Regions from separate parts of the Canis lupus genome. Here region 2 is linked to region 1. Evidence: chromatin contacts called from public Hi-C data. All regions are on one chromosome and are shown on one strand. The core of a region is the stretch at or near the end of the contact, and the rest is flanking DNA. Distances in the headings are between cores, read along the strand shown. Region 1 overlaps USP10 (ubiquitin carboxyl-terminal hydrolase 10). Region 2 holds the start of MEAK7 (MTOR-associated protein MEAK7).

Region 1 (5,281 bases), core at 1,359-3,858:
ACTGTTCCAGAAAGGCAAATAGGAGAGTTGCTTATAAAAGTTAGCTTATGGGGATCCCTGGGTGGCTCAGCGGTTTGGCGCCTGCCTTTGGCCCAGGGCGTGATCCTGGAGTCCCGGGATCGAATCCCACGTCGGGTTCTGGCATGGAGCCTGCTTCTCCCTCTGCCTGTGCCTCTGCCTCTCTCTCTATCATGAATAAATAAGTAAATCTTTAAAAAAAAAAAAAAAAAAAAAAACCTTACATAAATCATTGGGAGGAAGAAAGGTAATTTTTAAATGTCCTGTTAAAATCGACAAAAACAAAGGTCAAATATTTATTCGAGAGCAATCCCAGTGCATGGACAGAGAACACTGTCCTGCATTTTATTGACAAGTATTTAACTTAATATGCTTGACGAAAGGTCGAAGCCACACAGCGTTGTGATGCTGAAGAGTCTGTCACAGAAATTCACAATGGCCAAATGCCACTAACGTGTTCAGGTTCTGTATCTTCTCCAAAGGCCTTCCTAATTTTCAATCACAAATTATTCTACGTGTTTGGCAAAATGAAGAATGTGGTCAGAGAAGGGCAGGATTGTTTTCTTCAAAAAAAATCAGTGTTGTGAAAGGTTGTGGAAAAGTCCTGAATGACAGAAGCTAAAGAGACATGACAAGTAAATGCAGTGCTTGACCCCAGACTGGATCCCATCCTGGAGGGAAATGCTATAAAGATTATTAGGTCAACTGACAAAATTAGAATATGGACAGGTTATAAAAAGTATTGCACCAGTGTAGACTTATGAAAGCAGTAAACTATCTTACTGGTTACGTAAGAGAATATTCCTATTCTTAGGAAACACATTCAAGCATATGGGGGTAAAAGATCATGGTGCATAATCTCTCAAATCTGAGGGTAGAGGGAAAAGTGTGTGTCTGCATGTGTGCATGAGTTTGGGAGTATGTGTGTATGTGAAGAGAGAACTCAAGCACATGCCAACGATGGAGCAAAGGGCGTTAAATCTTAACTGGTCAATCTGGGTAAAGGAGTAAATGAGGGGGGTTCTTCATACTACTTTTAGTTTTGCAACTTCTGTAAATCTGAAACTATTTCCGAGTATAAGACATTCTCCTTCCTCTGGAGGTTTTTTTTTTTTTTAATTGTTTATTTATTTATTCATGAGAGAGGGAGAGACACAGGCAGAGGGAGAAGCAAGGCTCCCTGTGAGGAGCCTGATGCGGGACTCGATCCTAGGATCCCAGGATCACGACCTGAGCCGAAGGCAGACAGGCACTCAACCACTGAGCCACCCAGGCATCCCAAGACTTTACATGTATTAATAATCCTCCAGAGGGGAATGCCTGAGTGGCTTGGGATGCCTGGGTGGCTCATTGGTTGAGCATCTGCCTTCGGCTCAGGGCGTGATCCCAGGATCCCAGGATCGAGTCCCACATCAGGCTCTCTGCATGGAGCCTGCTTCTCCCTCGGCCTGTGTCTCTGTCTCTCTGTGTCTCTCATGAATAAATAAATTGTTTTTAAAAAATGTAAAGTCTTTTTTAGGGAAAAAATATTATAGGAGCCTGGGTTAAAAAAGATAAAAATGATTCTGCCTGATTTCACATTATTTATAATTTAGTGGGGAAGAAAATGTCACAGACTGCATGAATTAGTTTTGTCCTATTAGAGCAAAAAAAAAAAAAAAAAGATAAAACAGGGCAACTGAGTCTGCGTGGGAGAAGAAACAGTAGGAACAAGTGCATTATTTCTTGCATTTCCAAAGCCCAGTGCAGGGCCCAGCATAGATGCTCAATTCACAGGTTTGGTGAGGATAAAACATAAGAAGATGCCTGAAGGCCCTCTTTCGGCCCAAATGCATTACAAAAACATTTATTTTTTTTTATTTTTTTTATTTTTTTTACAAAAACATTTATATTGTCATTTAGAATTTCACTCTTCTAATAGCTATCACAAATACTATAAGGCAAAACTGGAAACTCCCTCTAGGTTTTTTTTTTTTTCTTTTTTTTTTTCATTTTTATTTATTTATGATAATCACACAGAGAGAGAGGCAGAGACATAGGCAGAGGGAGAAGCAGGCTCCATGCACCGGGAGCCCGATGTGGGATTCGATCCCGGGTCTCCAGGATCACGCCCTGGGCCAAAGGCAGGCGCTAAACCGCTGCGCCACCCAGGGATCCCTCCCTCTAGGTTTTAAGCAAACCCCACCAGAGTTGGATGAATAATGGAGTCATAAGGAACAAGAAAGCAAAATGGGATGCTCCCTTCCCAGCTGCCATCATGCCCAGAGGAAAGGCATGTGGTCAGAGGGCACGCCCCAAGGGCTTTTAGCCTCTCCATTCCCGTCTTACAGAGACAAGCCTGTGAGGTGTAGAGACTCTTGCCCACTACCAGGGACACAGCTGACTTCCCCTTATTTCCAACTAACCCCAGCTCAGGCTTTCAGAACTCCTAGTGTTCACATGTCTGATTATTTTTTTATCCTTTCAGAGACGATATGACAAAAATAGAAGTGCTGCAAGAAAAGGGGGCAAGCCCACAACACAGGATGAACACAAGACACCTCACTGAAGTGCAGCACCAGGATGTGGCTACTCTGGGTCTCATCGTTTGGAGACCCAAAGCCATGGCCCTTAGAGGGTCTTGCTCCGTAAACCCTGGGGAAAGGGTTGGGCAAACCTGGAAACACCATGTTCACGCTACAGGAAAAGCAAAGGTGCAATGTCAGGGCAAGGAAGGCCCCACCGCCGCCCCACCTACAGCTGGCTGTGCACAGATCTCCAGAAGCGGCAGCCAGGAGAAACAGGGCACCAGCACTCCAGTGCAGCACTAGGGGGCGCGGGAACACAGCATGTCATGCCTCCAGTCCAACTTTCAAAACCTCATCTCTAAAAGCACAAAGACGTATGTAGGGTGCCACCGAAGCATATTCTCTGCCTTCAAAGGGACTCATGGAAATAGGAGATCGGCCTCAGAGGAAAAATTTCAGATAAAGGCAGTGCAGTGAACGTGTGGCTGCACACCCACGGACCCCCTCAGTCTCCTGAGGCCGGCGATGAGGCTGGCAACTGGAGCCCAGCTCCCAGAAGCATCTCCTGCGCCCAGGCACCAGCTGAGCCTCGCAGGGACAGAAGCAGGCACCGCAAACAAGAGGCTAAGAGGCGCAAAGCCTCCTCCTCCCTCATTTCCCAACCCAAGAAAGATGAATTTGGGAGAGATGATGAAACAGGAAAGACTAACAAACTGTTCCGACGGTGAAGTGAGCCTTAAGTTTATCTTTAACATGAGGGTGTGCTGAACTAGAAACCCCCAGAGCTCTCCCTGGCTCCAAAAGTAGATCCTGGATCTAATAAGGACAAAAAAAACAAGGGTCTGGAAACATCCTCAGGTAAATCCATGCTACACATGGATGAAGCCTGAAAACATCATGCTGAGTAAAAGAACGAAGGGCCACAAGTTGTAGCATCCATTCATGTGAAATATCTGGAAGAGGCAAATCTCTAGAGGTGTAAAGTAGATTGTAGTTGTTAGGGGTTCAGGGAAAGGGGAAATGGGAAATCACAGCTATTGGACCTAGGGGTTCTTTTTAGAGTGACGAAATGTTCTAAAATTGACTTGGTGATGGTTGTATAACTCTGTGACCACACTAAAAATCAATGAAATGTACTCTTATCAAATAGGTGAATTCTAAATATGTAAATTTTATCTCAACAAAGTAAAAGAAGAAAAGTGCTTGCATAAGAAGTCTAATTTCTTCACTATACTTTTTTCTTAAGATTTTTTGAGAGAGAGAGAGAAAAAATGGGTGGGGCAAGGAGCAGAGCAAAAAGACTCCCCACTGAGCAGGGAGCCTGACAGGAGGCTCAATCCCAGGACGTGGGGATCATGACCTGAATTGAAGGCAGATGCTTAACCGACTGAGCCACCCAGGCACCCCTTTACTAAACTTTATTGATCATGCCTGCTACTTGATGAATACTAAGTGACATCTACTGAAAGTTCACAGCACACTTTCAACTCTACAAAGTGCTGTAGGTGGTTTGGGGACATGTGGCGATAACACTGTACAGGCAGTTGATGCACAGCAGGAACTGCATTGATTTAACCATATGTACTGAGCACCAACTATCCACACTGAGTTGTGCTAGATTATAAGAATAAACTAAATAAAACAGACACTGGGTTCAGGACACCACATTTACAGTTTTGTCACAGCATGAGTGGAGTGCAAGCTGCAGTGAGTTTTACAAAGGGCAAAGCAAAGACGGAGGCAGAGGAAGGCCTGCTCCTCAATGGACTGGGTTGGAGCAGAACTCTGTTTTACTTTCTTGGGGCAGAGAGGTCCTGAGAAGGGGACAGAATGGACAAACTGTGTTACAAAGCCACTCCCAAAGGCATAACCCTCTTCTTACAATTCAACCATCAGAACAGTGCGGTGTGCTGTCTAGTTTTGTGTATTTTATGTGACTACTAAAGTTCTATCAGAAGATTGCCTCTCACCTTCCTAAGCAGGATCTGTAACAGACTGGCTGTATACGAAGTGCTGTAATGGAGATTCTCAGCTAAAACCTGTCCCCACCAAATGCATTTCCAAATTAGAAAACATGATTCATCTAATAGAAATCCATTTTTTACCAACTTTTCAGTTCTGCATCTACATTGTGGAATTAGTTAACTTCCACAAAGGCAGTTAAATTTTAACTTGCTTTGCTCTCAACTAATACTAAACAGCAAGATCAAAGAGTCCTCACTATACACTAACGTGCTATCTAGAACTTTTATCACATGGAAAAGAGATGATAAATTATTAGGGAATAAATTTAGTGCATATAATCTGGGATAGCTCTAGAGGAAGTTCAAGATTCCACCTACTTTAATATTCATTACAATCACCTATGTGCTAATCTAGGAAGGAAGGTTTGGTGAGAGAGCGGGAGGGAAGAAAGGGGGAAAAAAAGATAAGGGAAAACACGCAGAACTCCAATAAACAAAAAATTAATAGTAGCTCTACTTTTGCTGGGGCCAAGGGTGAATAAGAGGACAGGCTGCAGGAGACATATGGGGATGTTCTGAGAACCACAGGAAGGGCTGAAAGGTATATTACCTATGGAGGTGATTACACAAATGTGTGCATTTGTCAAGATTCATCATATATACTTTAAAAGGGTGAAATTCAGTGCACATATATTATGCCCCCATAAAGGTCTTTTTTAAAAGAACAAAACCAAGTTAAATTCATCTTTGTATCGCCAGCAGTTAATGCAGTACTTGGCATAATAGCAGGTG
Region 2 (5,281 bases), core at 1,056-3,555, 180 kb after region 1:
GAGACAGGCACTGCCCTTGTCCTTTTGGACCTTAGGTCCCACCAGCCTAAGACCACCTAGTCTGGCAAAGCAGATTCGTTTATGCACTGCACCAGGAACCCTGAGCAGCTCACCTGACAAAGGTAAAGAGTGAGCTTTCATAGGATTTTGTGGAAGGTGGGGTTTGGGTGAATTGTGAGAGAAGCAGTTTTTCCACAGGCTTGGTGCAAAGCAGGGCCATGTGGGCCTGCCTGAAACCAGGATCAGGTCAGGGCTGCAAAGTGGACCAGCTCCCATTCCCTTGGGAACCACAGAGCTATTCTGGAGCTCTGCACACGGGTTGGAAATCCAGGCTCTTCTCTGGCAAAGGTGGCTTAAATTCTCTAGGCGGGAGCAGGATGTTTCATTCTTAAATGATGGAATTTCAAACAGCAAAGTTGTTGCTAATCTATGATTTTGGAGTTTAAAGTTGTTTTTGAGTAAAACATTCATTACTCAAAGGGATTATTGTGATACTTTACAGGTGCAGCCATGTGTCCCTGAGAAAGAACATTTCCTGTGAACTTTAGGAAGAGTAAAAACGGGATCCCTGGGTGGCGCGGCGGTTTGGCGCCTGCCTTTGGCCCAGGGCGCGATCCTGGAGACCCGGGATCGAACCCCCACGTCGGGCTCCCGGTGCGTGGAGCCTGCTTCACCCTCTGCCTGTGTCTCTGCCTCTCTCTCTCTCTCACTGTGTGTCTATCATAAATAAATAAATAAAAATTAAAAAAAAAAAAAGGAAGAGTAAAAACTTTCAGCTGGCTTTCTCTGTGTCTGTTCCTGGGGCCTGATGAATGGGCCAGCGGATCCCGGAATACCCACTCTCAGTCTAGGGGCAGGAGGGGTATTTGTACATTAAGTGCTCCATTGGCTCCAGTGGGAGGAGAGGGGGAAGGGATGGGCTGGAGGAGGCAAAGAGGCTGGGAAGGAGGCTGTTACTGATGTCTGGCCTGAGAGGGGACTCCAGGGCTTGGAGGGAAGGGGTGGATGCAGAAGCTGTCTTGGAAGTAAAACAGAACCTGGGGACAGAGGGAAGAGGAGGCAAGGGAGGTGCTGACGTGCACTAAGGCAGGAACTAAGAGGAGCAGTTTTGGAGGGAAGAGGCTGTTTGGTTTCTGCTGGGGTGAATTTCAGGTGCAGCCGTGCAGAGATGCTGGATAAGCAAACATGGGGTCAAAGTGCAGGCCAGAGGCCCAGCGGGGAGCGCAGGTTTGGGGGGTCAGCACAGTGGACAGGTGGAATACAACTCACAGGAAGGCTGTTCTCTCAGGGAGGCATGCGTGGCCCTGGGAGAGCAGCGGGAGGAAGGCCAGCAGAGCCTGGGTGAAAACCACCTGGGAGAGGGGAGGAGAGAAGCCAAGGACTGGTGACCGCGAAGCCCAGAAAGCAGGGTTTTAATAAGGAGGTCGATGGAGGCCGATGCCCGCTGTGAACCTGCACAGGAGGCTGAAAGTGCCAGCTGGACTTAGGTGCCTGGGACTAGGTTTCAGGGGTTGGGGGAACTAATGAACAAGTGGGTCAACAGTCTGGAAACATTTGGGATTGAAGGGGGTGGGGGTCAGGGAGAGTCCGCGATCGAGGCTGGAACAGACACGGGCACGTTTAAATGCTGCTGGGAAGGAAGACTCCGAGAATGCAGGCAGAGGACCTGGTTCCCTGGGGCAGGTGGGGGAGGTGGTGGGCAGGGGCAGGAGCACAAACTCCAGGGTAGGAGGCTGCATCTTCTCCAGGTGGAAGGGGCTTCTGCCCCAAACCGGAGGTAGCAGGCTGCCTGGGTCCGGCTCCGCAGGAGCGTCCCACAGCGGCTTACCCGCCTCTTCCCTCACTGCCTCCACGGGGCCGGCTCTCGACCCCCGCTCGGACTCCCCCTCCCTCTCCAGGTGCTCCCCGCTGGCCCGGCCCGAACCTGCAGCTTCTCTCCATCCCAGCCCGGCTTCCAGCGCTGCCCCAGCTGCTCCCGCCGGCGTCCCGCCCCGCCCAGGTGTTGCTGCGGGCCCCGCCCCGTTCCCGCCCCGCCCCGCAGGTGGCCCCGCCCCCGTCCCTCCCCGCCTGCTAGCCCCGCTCCCGCCCACGCCCCGTCCCGGACAGCCAGGCCGGCCCGCGGGCCCCGCCCCCGTTCCTGCCCACGCCCCGCCTGTGGCCCCGCCCCGTTCCCGCCCCCGCCCCGCCCCTCCTGCTGGCCCCGCCCCGTTCCCGCCCACGCCCCCGCCCACGCCCGCTGGCCCCGCCCCATTCCCGCCCCGTTCCCGCCCCGCCCCGCCCCGCCGGCGTCTAGGGCTCGGCCCCCTCAGCTTCTGCGTCCGCTATTGGGGCAGATGGCTGCCCGTCAGTGCCGTCACCTGGCATCGGGGGCGGGCTGCTCCGGGAAAATCCACGCCGGCATCCGGACAGGCGGGTTCCGGTGGGTGCTGGGTGCCGGGTGCCGGGCCCTGGGTGCTGGGGCCTGGGTGCTGCGGCCTGGGGCTGCGGTGAGCTGAGCAGGCCCGGCGGCCCAGAGGTAGCATCCGAGCGGGGAAGGCGGGGTGGGCGCGGTGGCCGAGGGGGCCTGGGCCCTGCCCCTCCTCTGGGCCCCAGGGCGGGCGACGTGGGACTCTGGGGGGAAGGCGGTTGCGAGGGACGGAGGCGTCCGCAGACTCGGCCCGCGTCCCTGCCTTTCGCGCGGTCGAGGCCAGAGGGTCCCCAGGTGGCGGCCGCCCCGCCCCGCCCCGCCCCGCCCCGCCCCGGGGAAGAGCAGAGCAGCGAGGGCTGCAGACCCGGGAAGAGCTGCGGCGCCCCCGCGGGGGCGGGCGGGGGGGGGGGGTGCGCCGGCCTGTGTTGGGGGCGTCTCGTATTGACTGCGCGGCAGGCCTTGCCCAGGAAAGCGGAGCAGGTGGCTAAACTCGGCGCCTCGGGGAGAGCCCTAGAAAGCCGTCCAGGGCTCGCGCCCCTGCGGACGAGCCGGTGGGCTCCCTGGAGGCGGGGACGCCGGCCCAGGGCAGGAGCAGGACAGTCCAGCACCTTGCAGCGAGCGGGGACTGTACAACCTGAAGGCGGCCCACGCCCGAGGGACCCTTGGCTGAGGGGTTTCTGGTGCCGGGATGTCAACAGGGTCAACAGGGCTTGACGTCCCAACGTCCAGATGAGGGGGCTGGACTCTCCCCAGAAAGGGGGCGCTGAGGGCCAGGTGCTGCCACGACAGCGGCCCCTGGCAGGATGGAGTTGGGTGTCGGCTGGTTGGAGGGGAGGGCACCCCGAGGTCGGCAGGCCCTGAGCACGGAGCTGTCCCAGGACGCCAGCCAGAACCGCAGCCGCGCTCTGCAGCAGGACCGCCCCTGGCTCTGCCCCAGCCCGAGGGGCCTCCTTGCTTCCCTCCTTCCTGGGCAGGGATTCAGACTTGCCTTGCTTGCGTCTGTCTCCAACCCGGGACCGACCCCAGAAAGCAGAATTAAATGACCTAATTAACCCGACTTAATCTCTTCTGCTTCATTGTCCTGAAGTTGGAAAAGGCTTAGCGAACTCGGGTCTGCGCATCTTTGCTCACGCCGTAACCTCAGAGCCCAGCGCCCCTGTGCCGAGAAGCAAGCATTGAGGATTATCTGTGCGCTTCGGTGCCACCGGCCCTTGAGCTCTGCCCCACTGCCACACATCCCAGGAAACCCAATTTGTCGCCTTCAGCCCTACTAACGTTTGGGGCCAGGTAATTTGTTGGGGAAGGGGCTATCCTCTGCAGTGTAGGATATTCAGCACTCCCGCTTTCTGCCCACTAGTTGCCAGCGTCACAGCTTTCCCTGCCAGATGTGCCCTGGTGGGACAAAATGACCCCCAGTTGAGAACCACTGGCATAAGCAATCTTAAAGTCGCATTGGGGTGTGGCCTCCTGAAGAAGAACTTGGTATACGTAACCTCCAGAAGGCTGAGGCCAGCGTCGGGATGTTTTGTGCACAGCTTGCCAAGAAAACAAGCTGTCCTACGTAGGGAGGTACACCTGGGATGGTAGCCTGGGACGGAGAGTTCAGGAAGTTGTATTTAGGGAAGAGTAGGGATGCAGCCAAGGCCTTCATTTCTTCCCCAGAGTTGATTAGAGGGATTTCTGGCAGGATCCCAGTGATGGAGGCTCGAATGGTGGTGGTGGTGGAGACACACACACACACACACACACACACCTGGCACCATTGCCATCCTTCATCCTGCCCTGCCGGGCTCTTGCAAATGATGTGGGGCTGTCCTTGTGCCTGTTTGCAGCTATGTCCCCTCTGCAGCGCTCTGCAGACCCCAAGAACAGAGATTCAGGGGGCAGGGCCTGTCTCAGAGGCTGCTGCCCTCCCCACCCCCGTGACTCCAGGCCTATGGCTCCTGCTCGAGGCTGCTGCTCACCCTTCTCCTTCCTACTCAAGAAACCTGTGTTGCCTGCCATGTGCCCCATTCCTGGGCATTGCCCAGGGTCTCCTCCTGGCACTGCCCCTGTGCCCACCCTGGTCTGCCCCTCGCCTGTCCTATGGGTTGGCAGCTGGCCCTGCCCTGTTCCTTCCTCATAGTGATTGGCCCCAGGAGGGCTGGCCAGGCTGCTGTGTCCTGCTGCTGTGTTTTCAGACAACACTGGAGGAACCAGCTCTAGTGGGTGGGAGGAGGAGGTGGGGGTGGCTGGGTGGGGATAGCTGAGGGGAGTCTCTGGTTCCCCTCTGCACACCAGACCTCGCCTCGGGGATCTTGCTTTGCACCCCTGCCCTTCTGTGCATGCCGCCCCTCACTTCCTGGGTGAGCCACCCGTGGGTGCCCGAAGACCCACCTGACTCCGGTGTTCTCACCTGGATCCCCCCTGACTCCTGCCTTGTCTGTCTCTCCCCCCGTCGGACAGACGGACGGACCGTTCTGCTGGCGGGCACCTGCCTGAGGCTTCTGTGTCTGCTGGCTCCCTGTGACTGGGGACGCTGAGTTGCTTATTGCAGGAATAAGGCAGAAGGGCCAGCGTGCGGGAGGGGGCGGGCCTGGTGGTCCCTGAGCGGCACAACCCCTCAGTGTTCCCTCCTCTGGGATGTAGAAACTTCTGGAGGAGAGGATTTAAATGTTGGTGGCCTTTTAGCTCCCAGTGTCCCCCGTAGAGAGGCTGGCATCGTCCCTGGTGAAGCAATTCCTTGGTTTTGAGCAGGGAGGAAGCTTTCTCAGGATTTGGGGATTTGGGAGGCAAGGCAATCAGAATGTTGAAGAGAGGCCGGAGGCGGCATCGGCTGGACACCCAACCTGTGCTGCTGGCTCTCCTGTGGCTTCTGGGCTGGTTTCCTCCTCA

Evidence for each region. Hi-C and Micro-C count contacts between places; a contact is called where the count stands out from the background.
Region 2: a Hi-C map of blood shows a contact between it and region 1, with 5 times the contacts expected there. The contact joins the promoter of MEAK7 here to the enhancer-like site in region 1. A contact is called at or near these places in 4 of 9 Hi-C or Micro-C datasets (amygdala, blood and liver).

What each region holds. Positions count from the first base shown.
Region 1 is chr5:68,277,928-68,283,208 of UU_Cfam_GSD_1.0, forward strand. The region is part of intron 1 of USP10 (ubiquitin carboxyl-terminal hydrolase 10); the gene reads right to left. Among named protein-coding and RNA genes, the nearest start is that of USP10, 26 kb to the right of the region's middle. Within about 2 kb of position 2,609, at least 1 of the 20 cell types and tissues checked has an H3K27ac peak or open chromatin away from gene starts, as enhancers often do. A contact at or near this core is called in blood, where this site is marked.
Region 2 is chr5:68,454,437-68,459,717 of UU_Cfam_GSD_1.0, forward strand. MEAK7 (MTOR-associated protein MEAK7) reads left to right here and starts at 2,306. Exons shown (of 10, transcript XM_038538141.1): 1 at 2,306-2,419. The coding sequence starts at 2,334. LOC102152359 (a long non-coding RNA gene) reads left to right here. Exons shown (of 3, transcript XR_005358931.1): 3 at 503-676.